4 separate regions of the Mus musculus genome follow, and all the other regions are linked to region 3. The links are chromatin contacts, called in public Hi-C maps. All regions are on one chromosome and are shown on one strand. The core of a region is the stretch at or near the end of the contact, and the rest is flanking DNA. Distances in the headings are between cores, read along the strand shown. Region 1 has its middle 120 kb from the start of Gm48750. Region 2 has its middle 46 kb from the start of Gm51794. Region 3 has its middle 150 kb from the start of Gm48750. Region 4 overlaps Gm51794 (a long non-coding RNA gene).

What was found. Hi-C and Micro-C count contacts between places; a contact is called where the count stands out from the background.
Region 1: a contact with region 3 is called in a Hi-C map of the N1E-115 cell line, with 4 times the contacts expected there. The contact joins two enhancer-like sites. A contact is called at or near these places in 1 of 15 datasets of contacts at CTCF or cohesin (the NIH/3T3 cell line), 1 of 484 Hi-C or Micro-C datasets (the N1E-115 cell line) and 1 of 115 datasets of contacts at active chromatin or transcription factors (astrocytes).
Region 2: a Hi-C map of the N1E-115 cell line shows a contact between it and region 3, with 9 times the contacts expected there. The contact joins two enhancer-like sites. A contact is called at or near these places in 1 of 15 datasets of contacts at CTCF or cohesin (the NIH/3T3 cell line), 1 of 484 Hi-C or Micro-C datasets (the N1E-115 cell line) and 2 of 115 datasets of contacts at active chromatin or transcription factors (embryonic basal ganglia and embryonic stem cells).
Region 4: a Hi-C map of the N1E-115 cell line shows a contact between it and region 3, with 3 times the contacts expected there. The contact joins two enhancer-like sites. A contact is called at or near these places in 1 of 15 datasets of contacts at CTCF or cohesin (the NIH/3T3 cell line) and 1 of 484 Hi-C or Micro-C datasets (the N1E-115 cell line).

What each region holds. Positions count from the first base shown.
Region 1 is chr10:9,231,941-9,235,029 of GRCm38.p6, reverse strand. No RefSeq gene overlaps it. Among named protein-coding and RNA genes, the nearest start is that of Gm48750, 120 kb to the left of the region's middle. Within about 2 kb of position 1,434, at least 5 of the 459 cell types and tissues checked have an H3K27ac peak or open chromatin away from gene starts, as enhancers often do. A contact at or near this core is called in the N1E-115 cell line, where this site is marked.
Region 2 is chr10:9,053,154-9,056,690 of GRCm38.p6, reverse strand. No RefSeq gene overlaps it. Among named protein-coding and RNA genes, the nearest start is that of Gm51794, 46 kb to the right of the region's middle. Within about 2 kb of position 1,455, at least 2 of the 459 cell types and tissues checked have an H3K27ac peak or open chromatin away from gene starts, as enhancers often do. A contact at or near this core is called in the N1E-115 cell line, where this site is marked.
Region 3 is chr10:9,502,041-9,505,164 of GRCm38.p6, reverse strand. It overlaps a transcript of Samd5 not described here. Among named protein-coding and RNA genes, the nearest start is that of Gm48750, 150 kb to the right of the region's middle. Within about 2 kb of position 1,529, at least 48 of the 459 cell types and tissues checked have an H3K27ac peak or open chromatin away from gene starts, as enhancers often do. A contact at or near this core is called in the N1E-115 cell line, where this site is marked.
Region 4 is chr10:9,011,243-9,014,554 of GRCm38.p6, reverse strand. Gm51794 (a long non-coding RNA gene) reads right to left here. Exons shown (of 3, transcript XR_003948990.1): 2 at 623-906. Among named protein-coding and RNA genes, the nearest start is that of Gm51794, 4.1 kb to the right of the region's middle. Within about 2 kb of position 1,459, at least 15 of the 459 cell types and tissues checked have an H3K27ac peak or open chromatin away from gene starts, as enhancers often do. A contact at or near this core is called in the N1E-115 cell line, where this site is marked.

The DNA of each region.
Region 1 (3,089 bases), core at 185-2,684, 270 kb after region 3:
CCTGTGTGCGGCTTTGCCACATGGTATCTGAGTTGATCTTTCTCTTGATGGTTTAGGCCCTGGTGTCTCCTATGCCTCACTACTATTGTGCTTTGGGTCCATTGTTAAGTATATCAATCATTACTTGACCACATGCTTTGTGGTACAATGACAGCAGATGATCTTTCACCCAAGGACAGCTTCCAGGGGCCTACTAAGAAAGTAGTACATATAGAGTAGATACATTGGACAATGGGATTAATCATGCCCAAAGCAGTTCCAAAGCAGTTCAGATGGTTTCATCTGGCTGCTCAAAATGGAGACATTATTCTATTCTATTAATATTTTTGAACTGAAGTTGACCACAGGGAACAGAAATGTTGGACATCAAAGCTACAGAGCAGAGGACTATCGTGTCTCTAGATCTCATTTCTATATGACCCCTGCAGTGATCAAATGGTATACCAATCTGTGTGATGCTTTGGGAAGGAATAGTTCTATTTTCTTGTCTGAGTTCTAGAAACTGAACCTGTTGATGATACCTGGTAAATTATAATAGCAATGAGAATTTTAAAATTGACCACAAAATTCTATTACCCTATATATATCCATAAGTTAGATGAACTGAATAGATATATTTTCATCTCACCAGTGCTGACAGAATAATAGAATAATCATACCTCCTGCTCTGAAGCCTCTTCTAGATCAGACAATAAGACAGGTGGTTTTTCTTTTCTTTTCTTTTCTTTTCTTTTTTATTTTGTTTTGTTTGTTTTACATATTCCTTTTTTTGAACCTCCTTAAAAAGCCAATGAATTATGTAGTATATCTATACTTTATAACATGAATAAAGGTTGCCATTTGTCCAGGAGCTACACCTAGAGAGCTATCCTTGAGCCTGGATCTTGGCACCAAAATTAATGTTCTTTCCGTCCTTTGGTGCAGACATTTTGGAGAGTTAGCGAGTGACAGAGCAGCGTTTGCCATTAAGAATGAGAACACGCTGCTTTGGAGGGAGGGTTCTCACAGTGCACTCAACGAACCAAGCAACTGCTGGCTGACTCACAGTTCAATAAATCCTTCTACTAGAGTAAGATGCTCTGGGGAGATAGGATTAACATAGGGGATGCCTGGCATTCATTCCCCACATTTCAGTTGGAAGCAAGAGTTGTTTTCAAAAATGACTTGAACAACAGGGCAGTTTCCCTGCTTGCTTCTGGAAATACCTGTCGAAAATTGCAAAGAAAGGTTTAATGTTATCTCAAAACTTCCCCCATAAAGGACTGAAAGTTTGTTTTCTTACTTTTGCAAAGATCTTTGAGAGCTCAATGCATTTTTTTCTTTGTAGATAGTTGATGGAGATGATTTCCCCTAAATATAGAAAGCATTTAAGCCTACAGTGTTTTTCAATGATGATAGCAAGAATGTGCATCCAATTTTAGCAATCAAGATGTCTGAGAACAGAGAAGTCAACTCACAGACACGATTCTTTGACACTCCTCAGATATGTTGTTCTTCCCTGTGTCTAGCTCTTAAGTTTTGTGTTTTAAATTTGGTTTTACAGTAAATAAAAATCTGAACCTTTAAATGGCTGGGTCACAGTGAGGCGAGGAAATCCAAGAAAGGATCCCCTAGAGAGTTTTGGAGAGTGTGGATTGCTGGGGAGCTGGGGAAGGGAGACTGGGGTCCCAGTATAGCCACATACATGAAAGTGTGTGCCTATAACCATGCACACTGCACCTCTTCTTCACTCGCAGCAGATACCATGGAATGTACAACTCCACAAAAGCATATTTATAAAAACACATAGGCATCTCACTGCCCACCATGCATAGACACGTACAGGGTGTCTGTGGTACCCCTGCGGTGAGGTGTACCTGCAGATCAATCATGTAGTCAGAGCGCAGGTATAAAGATGGTAACTAAGATGCTTCATTTGCTGCCCCACACAATCCATGTGCATTATCTGATTTTTTTCTACACTCAGTCCATGAGAGGAGCACCACCCATCCCATCATTTTAATGATGAGGAGCTGGATTCAGAAAAGGAATAAAGAACTCGTCTAATCTGTTCTTCAGTGGTACTTATAACGTCCAAGCCCACAGACATCAGAACTTTGTCACCTACACAATTTTTTCTTTCTGTCACATACCCTGCAAAACTCTACCATGTGAAAAAGTATGATGTAGCCTGGTGTTCTTGAAAGTACTATTGGGACTTTGTCACCTGCCTTAATTTAGCCCATGGCTGCTCCCTGGGTGATAACGTTATCTCAGGAAAAGCTGGCTACCTCTTCATTTTCTTGGTGCCCCAAGAACATCTAAAACTCAGACACAGTTGTATCATCAGTAACCCCAGGAGAACAACCCTGCGGTGAGGTAGCCTTGAATCTTGAGCCTGACTCTAATGACAAGCTTCCTCTGCCAAGTACCCATGCGCATGATTCCAACCCACAATCTTTCCCTTTTCACCTTGTCTTCCTTCCTGGAACAGAGTAATCCGCATCTTTTCCATTCAAGGCCTGGAACATACGCCTTCTCTTTTGAGGTACCTCCCAGCCCCCAGCTTGTCCACCGAAGAATACTCTTTTATTTCACATTCATCACACTGGAATGATTTTGTTTTCTCCTGATTGCATTGATCAGAATTTTTGCTCCCTCACGGCAAAGACTGCTGTTTGCTGTGACTGCAATTAGCTGTCGATTCCCAGACAATTAGCACAGTGACTGTCAAGCCCTCAACAGTGGTTTGTAATGATTTACTGGAAAGGGGAACTTAACTCCACTATAGATTCACTGTTATCTAGAACTTTCCTTTTATCCACTGGTGCATTGGATTGTGCCACACTTGAAGTTTGCACTGGTTCATAGACATTAGAGACCCTAACCAGGCCATTCGTTTTCATCTGGTATGTGCTCTTGTTATTTCCAGGACAAATGGTCTTTGTTTTGCTTGCTCCTCTCTGAACAAAGATGTTTATGAGGCAATGTTTCATAAAAGGTAGGCCCATGGGCTTGCCACTATGATCTGGGCTCACTACTCATTGCTCTGTGAGATGGGCAAGTTGCCTATGACTCTCCTCCAGCTGCCCATGGGTAGAGTCTTGCCC
Region 2 (3,537 bases), core at 206-2,705, 450 kb after region 3:
ATACTGAGTATGAATCTGTGAACACTTAGAAATGATGATGGAGATGCAACAGCTGATTCACTGATTTGCAAAATATATACCAATACGCCCTGTGAACTGGCATCTGGCAAAATAGGTGTTGGGGTAAAAGAGTGACGATGTGGTTTCTCTGCGGTAGTACTCAGGCAGGATAGAAACAAAGCAAAGAAGACAACTTTCTAAGGTACATGGTGGCCTCTACTGGTTGAGAACTAGGTTCAGGACATTTGATCCAAAGGCAGAAAACCAAATCCACCAAGGAGGCCAGTTTCGCTCTTCTGACTTTCCAGAATTAATATTTAGCCCTTGATTCTGCCCTCTGAGCATCCCTTCTCCTGTGCCTCCTTGCTCCTGTACATCTGTGTTGTCTTTTCTGATGCCCACCACATATAAGCGCTGCTTTTACCTTGCTTTTCATGAGTATTTAAATAAGAAAACAGATTTCAAAATAAAGGAGAAAGAGAAAATACACAGGACGTTCATATTGTTGCTATTAGAGAAATACTTCAAATAGTTATTATTATTAATATATTAAGGGGGCCGGCAAGATGTCTCAATGGGTAAAGTTGTTTGCCCACAAACCCAGCCACATGAATTCAATCTCCAGAAACAATGTAAGCTGAAAGGAGAGCACCAACTCCTCAAAGCTGTCTCCTCTGACTTGTACGTGTACATTACAAACACATCCGCACACATACACACTCTGATTTATGAATGCTCTCACACTGATGGATGCACGCACACACCACATTATTTTTAATGAAGGAAATGTGTGGCGATCATCCCAAGCCTTAGTGACATCTTTTATATTTGTCTTCAAGCTGTTGTTTGAGCCATCCAGATGCTCAAAAAATGTTCAGAAACTTGTGAAAGGTTTGGAGATCAAATGCAAATCCTTCTAGTAGACATGGAGCTGAAAATGGCCAGAGTGCAGTAGTATACTATAAACTATGGTTACATATAAAAGAATTTAACCTAGTTAGAAGGGCTTCAAGCTTTATTTGGTAAGGAGTGTAGATTTCCTGTCTTTACAGTACATATACTTGTTTATTATTTGGTAAATGGCTGTTCATGAAGAAAGGTCAAAGGCTTACAAAGCTGATGGTTGAACATTCAGCACACTGAATGGAAGTGTGCACCTCACGGTCTTTGCTCAGCATCAAACACCATCAAACAGACTTCAATCTGATCATTTGGCAGAGTGCCAGGGTCCCTTCCCCCATCACTCACCCTGTGGGCATCAGTTGTCATTTGTGCAATGTTATGAGCCAGGAGATTACCCTGAGACAGTCCAAGCTCGCTCTGTGACAGCCCTGGAAATTGCATTTTTGGGAGTCATTTTCTGATTACTATTTGATAACTTCACATTTGTCCCTTATGCTCAGCTGTCTCATCCGAACTTGGTAGAGAAAAATCTTCACCTCTGCGTTGCTTTTGCTGTGAGGCTAGGTTGGAGCAGCTTGAGGTGGCGATGATGTCTGTGAGTGGTTTCTTCCATGCTTCCCTCTCAGATGGCCTGAGCCTCCTGCTTGACCACTAGAAGAAAGTAACTTACTGCCTAGCCCCAGGAGGGGGGTGATCCATGGTGTCACCTTTCTGTACAAGGAATATCTTCTTTTGCTTCCATTTTAACCTTGTGTTGAAGAGTCCCTTTCCTTCTCTGACAATGACAGATGTGCTGATGACTGTTCAGGTAGGACACACCCATATAAGTCATTTGGGTATATGCAGATAATTTATGTAAATCTTGGGACACTGCTATTATGCTTTGAACATGTTTAATGCTACGAATAATGCTGACTAGTACATAAAACAGTAGGCCACATAGTGTAGCACTAGAGTGGAGTCTAGACTGCAAATACATTCTTCCAATGCTGGCATGACTCTTCCTACCAGGGCCAACTGTCTTTCTAAGCAACCATCTGGGCGATATCATCTTCTTTTCCATCATCCCTCTCCCCTCCCTGCCGAGGGCCCTCCTTTCATTTCACAGTCCAAGACCAGGTGTTGTTCTGCCTGCCTTGCTTCTCTCTGCATCCATCGACCTTTCTCTCCACCTGGTGGGTCTCCTGGCCATTCCCATGGGGTTCGGAACTGGAAAGAAACCACTTAGTCCAACTTTTTTGTTATTGTTCTTAACGAAGAGAGCAACCAAAAGGGACAAAGTTAATGATCCCAGTGGTAAGACTTCATGTTGGACATGACCATCACTACCTCTCTCTAGACCTATATGTAATAGCACAGCCTGTTTCTTGTCACTGCATTGCATCAAGTTCAGACTCCAGGCTGTTCTTTCTAAACCACTGCTTTTACTACTCTTCAGTGGTCCTTCAGTGCTTTCCAAATAAAAATTAAGCTTCTAAGCCTAGCATTCAGCAGGCAAGTTCACGCTCTTCCCTGGACTACTTTTACAATCAGGCACACTGATGTATATCCTGATTCCCCCACCCCCACCCCAGGTGATTTAATCCCATACCTGCATGCACTCGGCTGGCAGGTCTTGGCACTTGTTTTCCAGGCAAACATGTGTGAGTTCTGCTTTCCAAAACACCCTCTGTTCTTCCACTCAGTTAAAAATAACCTCCACTTCAGTGGCTCAGCTCCTTGTCCATAACTCCATTACAACCCCCATCACCTGGGTAACAACTGAGTGAGTTTACATTGATATTGTCTGTTGACCTAAGCCTTCTTAGAGAGAAGGGTCTAGCACACCTGATATGCTATATTCAAAACTTTTACATATGGCATTTACCCACCTAAGGATTTGAAGTGAACCTCTGTATTTGCAAGTTATTAGCCAATAAAGTCAGAACTTTATCATTTCATAAAACCAAATATAACCTTTTTTTTATTTTTGTTACTTCATAGTTGAGGTAGAACCCAGTTACATAGTTCTGTGAGACGGTGTTCAGCTTAATTGTTGTGACCCACAATGTAACTGTCTCCTTGAAAGCCCAATTATATGCCACTGGGTTTATCTGACACGAACCTATAAAACATCGGATAAATAATTTTTTCCTTCTAGAGCAAAAATTTCTACCACCTTACATACACACACCCACATTCACACACAAAAGACCCAAATCATCTCAGAAACACTTACTGCCATCTACTGGACGGATAAATGCAACAAAACCACTAAATAGGGCTGAGTAGCTAGCTAGCTCTTTCCATGAACAGTCTATGAATGGTTAAGCAAAAGGAAGAATTTTCTTTTTTAATTAGAACATTTTCTCAGAAAGTGTATTTTTAAAAGATGCTTGTGTAATTATTCTTTATCATTAGAGAAGCCTAAACTGGTTGTTGGAAATGTGCATGCAAGTAACCCTAGCATTCTCGTCTTTCATATCTGGGAGAGGTGGAAGTGGTCATATAAAGATGATTATGTAAACTTTAATACCATAGTTTCTTGAAGCAAGAATGCACAGAATTGTTTTAATTAATACGTTAGCAATTAGTAGTCCATACCCAGGACGCAAGAGATAGAGGATGGTTCCAAAGTATCCGTGCTGAGTTGCT
Region 3 (3,124 bases), core at 280-2,779:
TATGGGCCTGAGACAAGATAGAACATCCCAGCAGGTAGAATTATTGGAGCAAACCAGCTCACTGCATGGTACACAGGAGGGACAGGCCCCAGTGACTTTCTCCAATGAGCCCCTAGATTCTCCAGCTCCACTACTTCCTACTGGCCAATTTAAGTTTTGAATTAACCAATAGATTGAACCATAGATTAGGTTAGCACTCTTAACGTTCCAGTCACTTTCTAGCTGGCAGCAACACTGGAGCCTGTGGGGGCCATTTCATAGATATAGCCCAATAGTTTCCTTTGTCCCTCATGGCCTAGCCTATATTACCTTATCCTTTGACACCCCTCAAATGTGGTGCACTCTGGGATGTTCAGTCATAGCCCTGGTATACTGAATGCACTTTGGACTCATGAGTATTTGGGTATAGGATAATCATCTCATTCATTAATCCTTTCACGTATGCTTTATGTGTACAAAGCATCCCCTGTGTCAAAGGCACACACGTAGTTGAAGCTAGTGTTTAACATTTAAACCTATTTTATCCTCTCAAGTGGTGAGATTATAAGTGTGAGCTACCACATTCAATTTAGAGAAAAACTTCCCCATATAATCTTGTTTAGGGAATTGCTCTAGCCTGATTCATCCTTCAGCCAGAGTTCCCACTGTCTGTGTGATTTGACATTCTTCAGAACCTACCACAAAGCAAGAGCACAGTTCATGGTATCTGCATGTCTGCATGAGCTACATGCGTGATGGTCAGACACAAGTAAGGAAATGTTTCCTGCTACAGAGAAGCAGTTCTTGAAGAAATGATGCTTATAGTCTTCTTTGCCCCGCCTACTTGTTCTGTGGCTTTGAAAGGTTTTAGAAGTCATATGAGAACTCTTGAATGCCAGTTAGCATTGAATAAAATGCGCCCCCCCCCGCCCCCGCTAATTATAATTATACTAGCAGTGAACTAAACAGTTGGGGGTGAAAGAAATTCTGATGATGTTAAAAATGCAAATAGTTTTCACACCAGATTAATTCATTTAACTAACAAGCCCAGCCTTTAAACACTAAACATTTGAGTGTGAAACGTTTTTATTCACTAGGGAGAGTCAGCATGAATGGAGGCTGTTACCCATTCCTCTGTCGGCAGTAATTCTAGAATGAACAGGCTGTGTATTGTTAGCTAGTTATTAACCAGCAAGTTGCAGATCCGTTCAAACATTGCAGAGTATAATTTATATGACTCAGAGTAGCAAGACACAGGGCTCTCATGATGCCTGAGGTCAGCAGAGCCAAGTCACACACATGCATCAGAACGGAAGTTTGTGTTATCTGCGTTTGACTAACATTTGAATTAAATGTTTTACAATTGAATCAAAGTGAGGTTGAAATTCATTATTGATGCTGATAGGCAGCCCTAATTACAGGAAGTAAACTGCCCTTCCAATTTCACTGCCATAGCCTGAGAATGTGGCAATCAGTTCTTTGCAGTGGTGGAAACTGTGGGCCTCATTTCCGGAAGACAGTTTAGTGTTTAGTCATCTGTTTGATATCTGGGATTTTTATTTGATTTTTTAAAAAAATTGCTCTTGTTATTCTCAGGCTCTATATTCTTTGTCATGGAAGCATAAGATTGTTCAAAACAGAGCCAGTGAGCTAGCTCAGCAAGTATCAGCCCTTTCTGCAAAGCCTTACTGTCTACCAGAGTTTGAGTCTCAGGAGCCATCAGCAGAAAGAAAGAACTTACTCCTCACCTTGGTTGTGACTTCCAGCTTTGTGACTGTGTGGGATTTCTTCTGTCTCCTTCACCTTTATATGGGCTTGGGAGATGGAACTCAAGTGGCCAAGTGTGGGAGGCGAGTCTCTTTAGCCCAAACCATCTTCCAACCTGAAACATTTTATTTGTTTAATTTAATATAATTTAATTTAACTTAATGTTTTTGCTTGCTGTTGTTTTAAGTACAGAAAGTCTACTTCTTCTGTTTCTGTGACATTCTGAACTGCCATGCTACATGTGCTATGTCATGTGAGCCAGCTGCACAGGTGAGCATTGTACTCTGGACCACCAGTGTTTGATGTGTACTAAGCAAAACCGCATCCTGCGCATGGTCACTGGTGCTCAGGTCTTGATCAGCAGAGGTCTCAGTGAGTCTATATGAGAGTGTGTATCCTAGTCTTCAGTGAAAAAGCTCTAGTTCTAGCCCCATGATTTCCCAGAGCACAGAGCAACTGGCATATTTAAACAGTATTACTAGAAAGGAAGATAAAGGCAAGCAGGATCTGCTGGTGGGAAATCGAAATCACAGATTGAATTATGTTCTTGCCCAATTCTTGGCTAATGGACTATGAGTGGAGCAGACCAAGTGCCAGCAGAGTACAGCCTTGCACATTAAATAAAAGCTATCTGATTGAAGAGGAAGATAGATTAGGGTGGAAGCAGGGGTCTTGCTAATATGCCTGTTCATACTTGTTTTAGCTGGAAGAAAAACATCTTGAATCTTACATTTTCAGCTAAAAAGTCAACAGTGTATTTCCTGTAGACTACACTGACACCTGTTTCTCAGCTCTTCTACATCGGAAGGGTGAGGTCAAAGAACAATTATAATTAAACATTAAGGGGCCTTGGACACTAATCTCAACATCCTCTCTAGAAGATATGATTAGAGAAAAGTCATGAGATATTTACAAGTGCTAACACAAACAAATGTGTGATAGTTATAAACATTATATGTGAAAATGTCTACCCACATTAGTGAAGTCATAATTATATAGAAGATACAAAATATCTTTAAAACCAAACAATATACTAAAATAGACAGAGCCATTTTTCTTTTGGTTGTGATCATTTATAAAAATTTTAGGTAATCAAATTAAGATGCTCTGGAATAGAGCTTATTAAAAACAAGTTGATCTATCATACTTGCTTTGAATAAAGCAGAGCTTGAGAATTAAAAATAGAATTAAATATATTCAAAGATCAAATGGGGGAAATATATTAGATATATTTTAGCAACACATTTTTTTCCTTAGATGCTGGTTTTAAAATTGTAACCAGACATTAGAAATGCACTTAAAGAATTGGAGGCAGGAAGGAGCCCTATGCTAAGAATACACTGTGCAATGCTTTAACAGTTTAGATGAGAAGCTATGG
Region 4 (3,312 bases), core at 210-2,709, 490 kb after region 3:
AGCCAGTGATTAACACTACCACCACCACCAAGCCCCAGGCCCACTTGCCAAGACTCTGACGTAATGGAAAATGTGGAATAACGCTTTTTCCTGGCCATTTAAGTGTGGTTTGCCAAAACCCTTGAGATTAAGAAGGAAGCAATTTGTGGGATACATGCTGGATGCTATGGTAGAAACTGCTACAATCAACAATATAAAATAGACCAAGTTTCACAAGAAAGAGATATCCACAGGGTTTGTTTAAGCCTCTAAAAAATAACCTTGAGTAACCCTAAAAGCTGAAGGTTTTTTTTTAATAGTTTTTATGCTGACTCTATATTTAGACTATAGAAAATAATTCTGACCAAACACTCGGAGGCTTGTAGCCCAAGTGAGAGTATTACATAAAATTACCCTGATTTTCCATTTCAGATGGTTTGTCACAATGATAACGAGCCTTCACACAAAGGGTCACTGATCTCAGGTTACTTTCATGTATATTATAAGTGATTGACTTTTTCCCAGGACGAGCAGTCAGGTGACCCAAATCAATGGCGATCTGTGAGCCTGGAATGGGAGAATCTCTGTGCCCTAAGCTTTGTTCTGGTCCCCTCACAGCAGGTATCCCTAATTTCCAACTTACATCAGTCTTCTTCTTGGAGCCATTTGTCTTCTTCGGATGTTTATTGGTTGATCCTCTAAGTAGCTGCTGCTTTTATCAGAAGTTATAATAGGGTCATTTTTCAATGTCCTTGGCCTCACTTGGCAACAAGAGAGCAAATATAGTCTCCCATAGGGCAGTTCCATACTGAGCCTGTAAGCACATTCTTTCAGCACAGAATGACATGGGTACTCGGCCATCCATGGGAAGAGGCGGTGACATGAACTTCAATGTGCCCTCACTGTCTGTTTCCCATCAGCCTTTGCCTGCAGGAAAGATGGTGTAATTGTTTCATAGGCTGCTTTTCCCCAAAAGGAATCTATGACATCATTCCCAAATCACATTTTATATTCACAGTCTCCCTCCCTCCTTCCCTCCCTCCCTCCCTCCCTCCCTCCCTCCCTCCCTCTGTCTCTGTCTCTGTCTCTGTCTCTGTCTCTGTCTCTGTCTCTGTCTCTCTCTCTCTCTCTCTCTCTCAGTATGTATATATGTGCATGTGTGTGTATGTGTGTGTGTGTTTCTCATGTCTATACCTCTTTAATCATAAGCAGCTTGATTGAGACCACATGGTAACCGTCCCTAGATCCCCATGATGTGACTGTAGGGAAGCATGCACTCATATGCCTTCTAATAGTAGATGCCTTAAGTCCCCACTGCTTGTTGTACCTCTCCCCCCAACCCCAGAAAAATCTTCCCGTGTATGTGCAACCCTGACAACTCCCCAACCAGACCTGAGAGCAGGTAGTGATCATCTGAGCAGGGCCTAGTCCCACCTGCCTCAGCCTGGTGACATGGGCACCCTGTTTTCTCACCCACACCTGACATCTAGTCACTGGAAGCTTGAACACACACTGAGAAAGAGGCTGCTTCTGAATAGTCTTTCAGTGGAGTGGTCTGCTCAAATACAACTGCCCCAGCACGCCCCCTGGTGGTGATGCTGAGCAAGCTCGGCCTTCTGTCTTTCATGACCTCAACGTTCCCTCCAAGACACTGAGTAGTAGCATTTATGGCTTCCAAGAACCCTAGACACTTGCACATTTGTAGACCCCTTCTGCTATAATATATACATATGTACATATATACATATCATATACATACAATTATGCTAGTGTAAAAACGATATTATATATTAAGTGTTGTCTTTAATGCTGTAACATGAAATTGACACCTTTTCATGGTCCTCTAAAACATTGTGGGGCTTTAGCACTGAGCTCAGAGCACCCTAAAGATAATTTGACTCCTCACAGAAACACCTCTTCCACATTACATCGCTGTTCCTCAAACTTCAGGTTTTGTAAACTACATTTACAGATTTTAAATTTGTTTGCTTGCTTACAATGCTGAGACTAAAGCTCAGAATGTCACCAATGCTATCCAAGACTGTTAGCACTGAGTGCTGCCTTAAAATCTAAACACGCATGGGCTTCATTGTGCCTCTCCCTAGATTTCATCCAGGGCAACTTTAGAGCTTTCTACTTCAAAGTTGGAATAACTTTTTTTTTTTAAGTTTGTTACCAGAGTAAGACCAATATCAACTGCCATAAGTTGAAAACCCCAATCAATACAAATTTAAAGTAAATGCATGTCTATTTTTTCTAGTTCTGTTTATTCATGGTCCAACAAACTGGAGTGTCTCTCCCCTGTACCCAGCCTGTTTGTTATTAGAGACTGGATCTATCCCTGCCTCAAAGCAGTCCACCCTGGCTAGAGATGTTTATTTACTCAAAGTCTGCCCACTGACAGCCACCTCTGTCTGAAGCAAAAGAACCAGCCAGACCTGCCCAACTGGACTGCACCTGGGCAGACCAGATTCCCATGGAGGCTACTATTCATGTGCTGCCACAATTCTGGCTCCACCATTTCCCAACAGGGCAGCCCTTCCCAAAGTTCCACGAGTATCCCTCCCTGTGTGGATGGAAACATCTCATCTCTGCACTGGTCAATCTGAGACCCACTGGTACATTTCTCTAGAGTGGTGGTTCTCAACCTATAGGTCTCGACACCCACAAGGGTCACATTTCTGAGTATTTTGTGTATCAGATACTGACAGTCCCATTCACAGCAGTAGCAAAATTAAAGAAATAGCACAGAAATCATTTTACAGTTGGGGGTGGGTCACCACAACATGAGAAGAACTAAATTGTTCCTTTTACATTGTTTTCATTTATTTAAATTTCAACTCTAGCATATAGTCAGCAGTTAGCACATGACACAGGGCATCTTACATGCTAGATTTTTTTTAAAGCTCATTACATCCTTCCCAGGTTTGAGATCTCTGTCCCGGAGCCAGTGAGAGTTCAGTGGGCAAAAATAGTTGCCAAGCAAACCTGATGGCCTGAATTCAATCCCCAGAACCCATCTAAAGGGGCAGGAAAGAACCAATCTCATATAGTTGTCCTGTGATATCCATGCACTTACACACACTAATCATACATACACACAAATACACAAACGTTGCTGCTGCGGGTGATGATGGTGGTGGTGGTCCTGGAGATGATGATGATGGTAATCACGACGTTGGTGATAGTGATGATGGTGATGGTGGTAGTATTCTCCTCGTTTCCCTCAGATTTATCATGCCAGAGTCAAGCGTATTTGTGAAATAGCAGTACTTTGGCAGTTTTTAGTTACACCCTTGAGTAAAAGAAGGCTCTGATAGGAGGAAGTAGGAA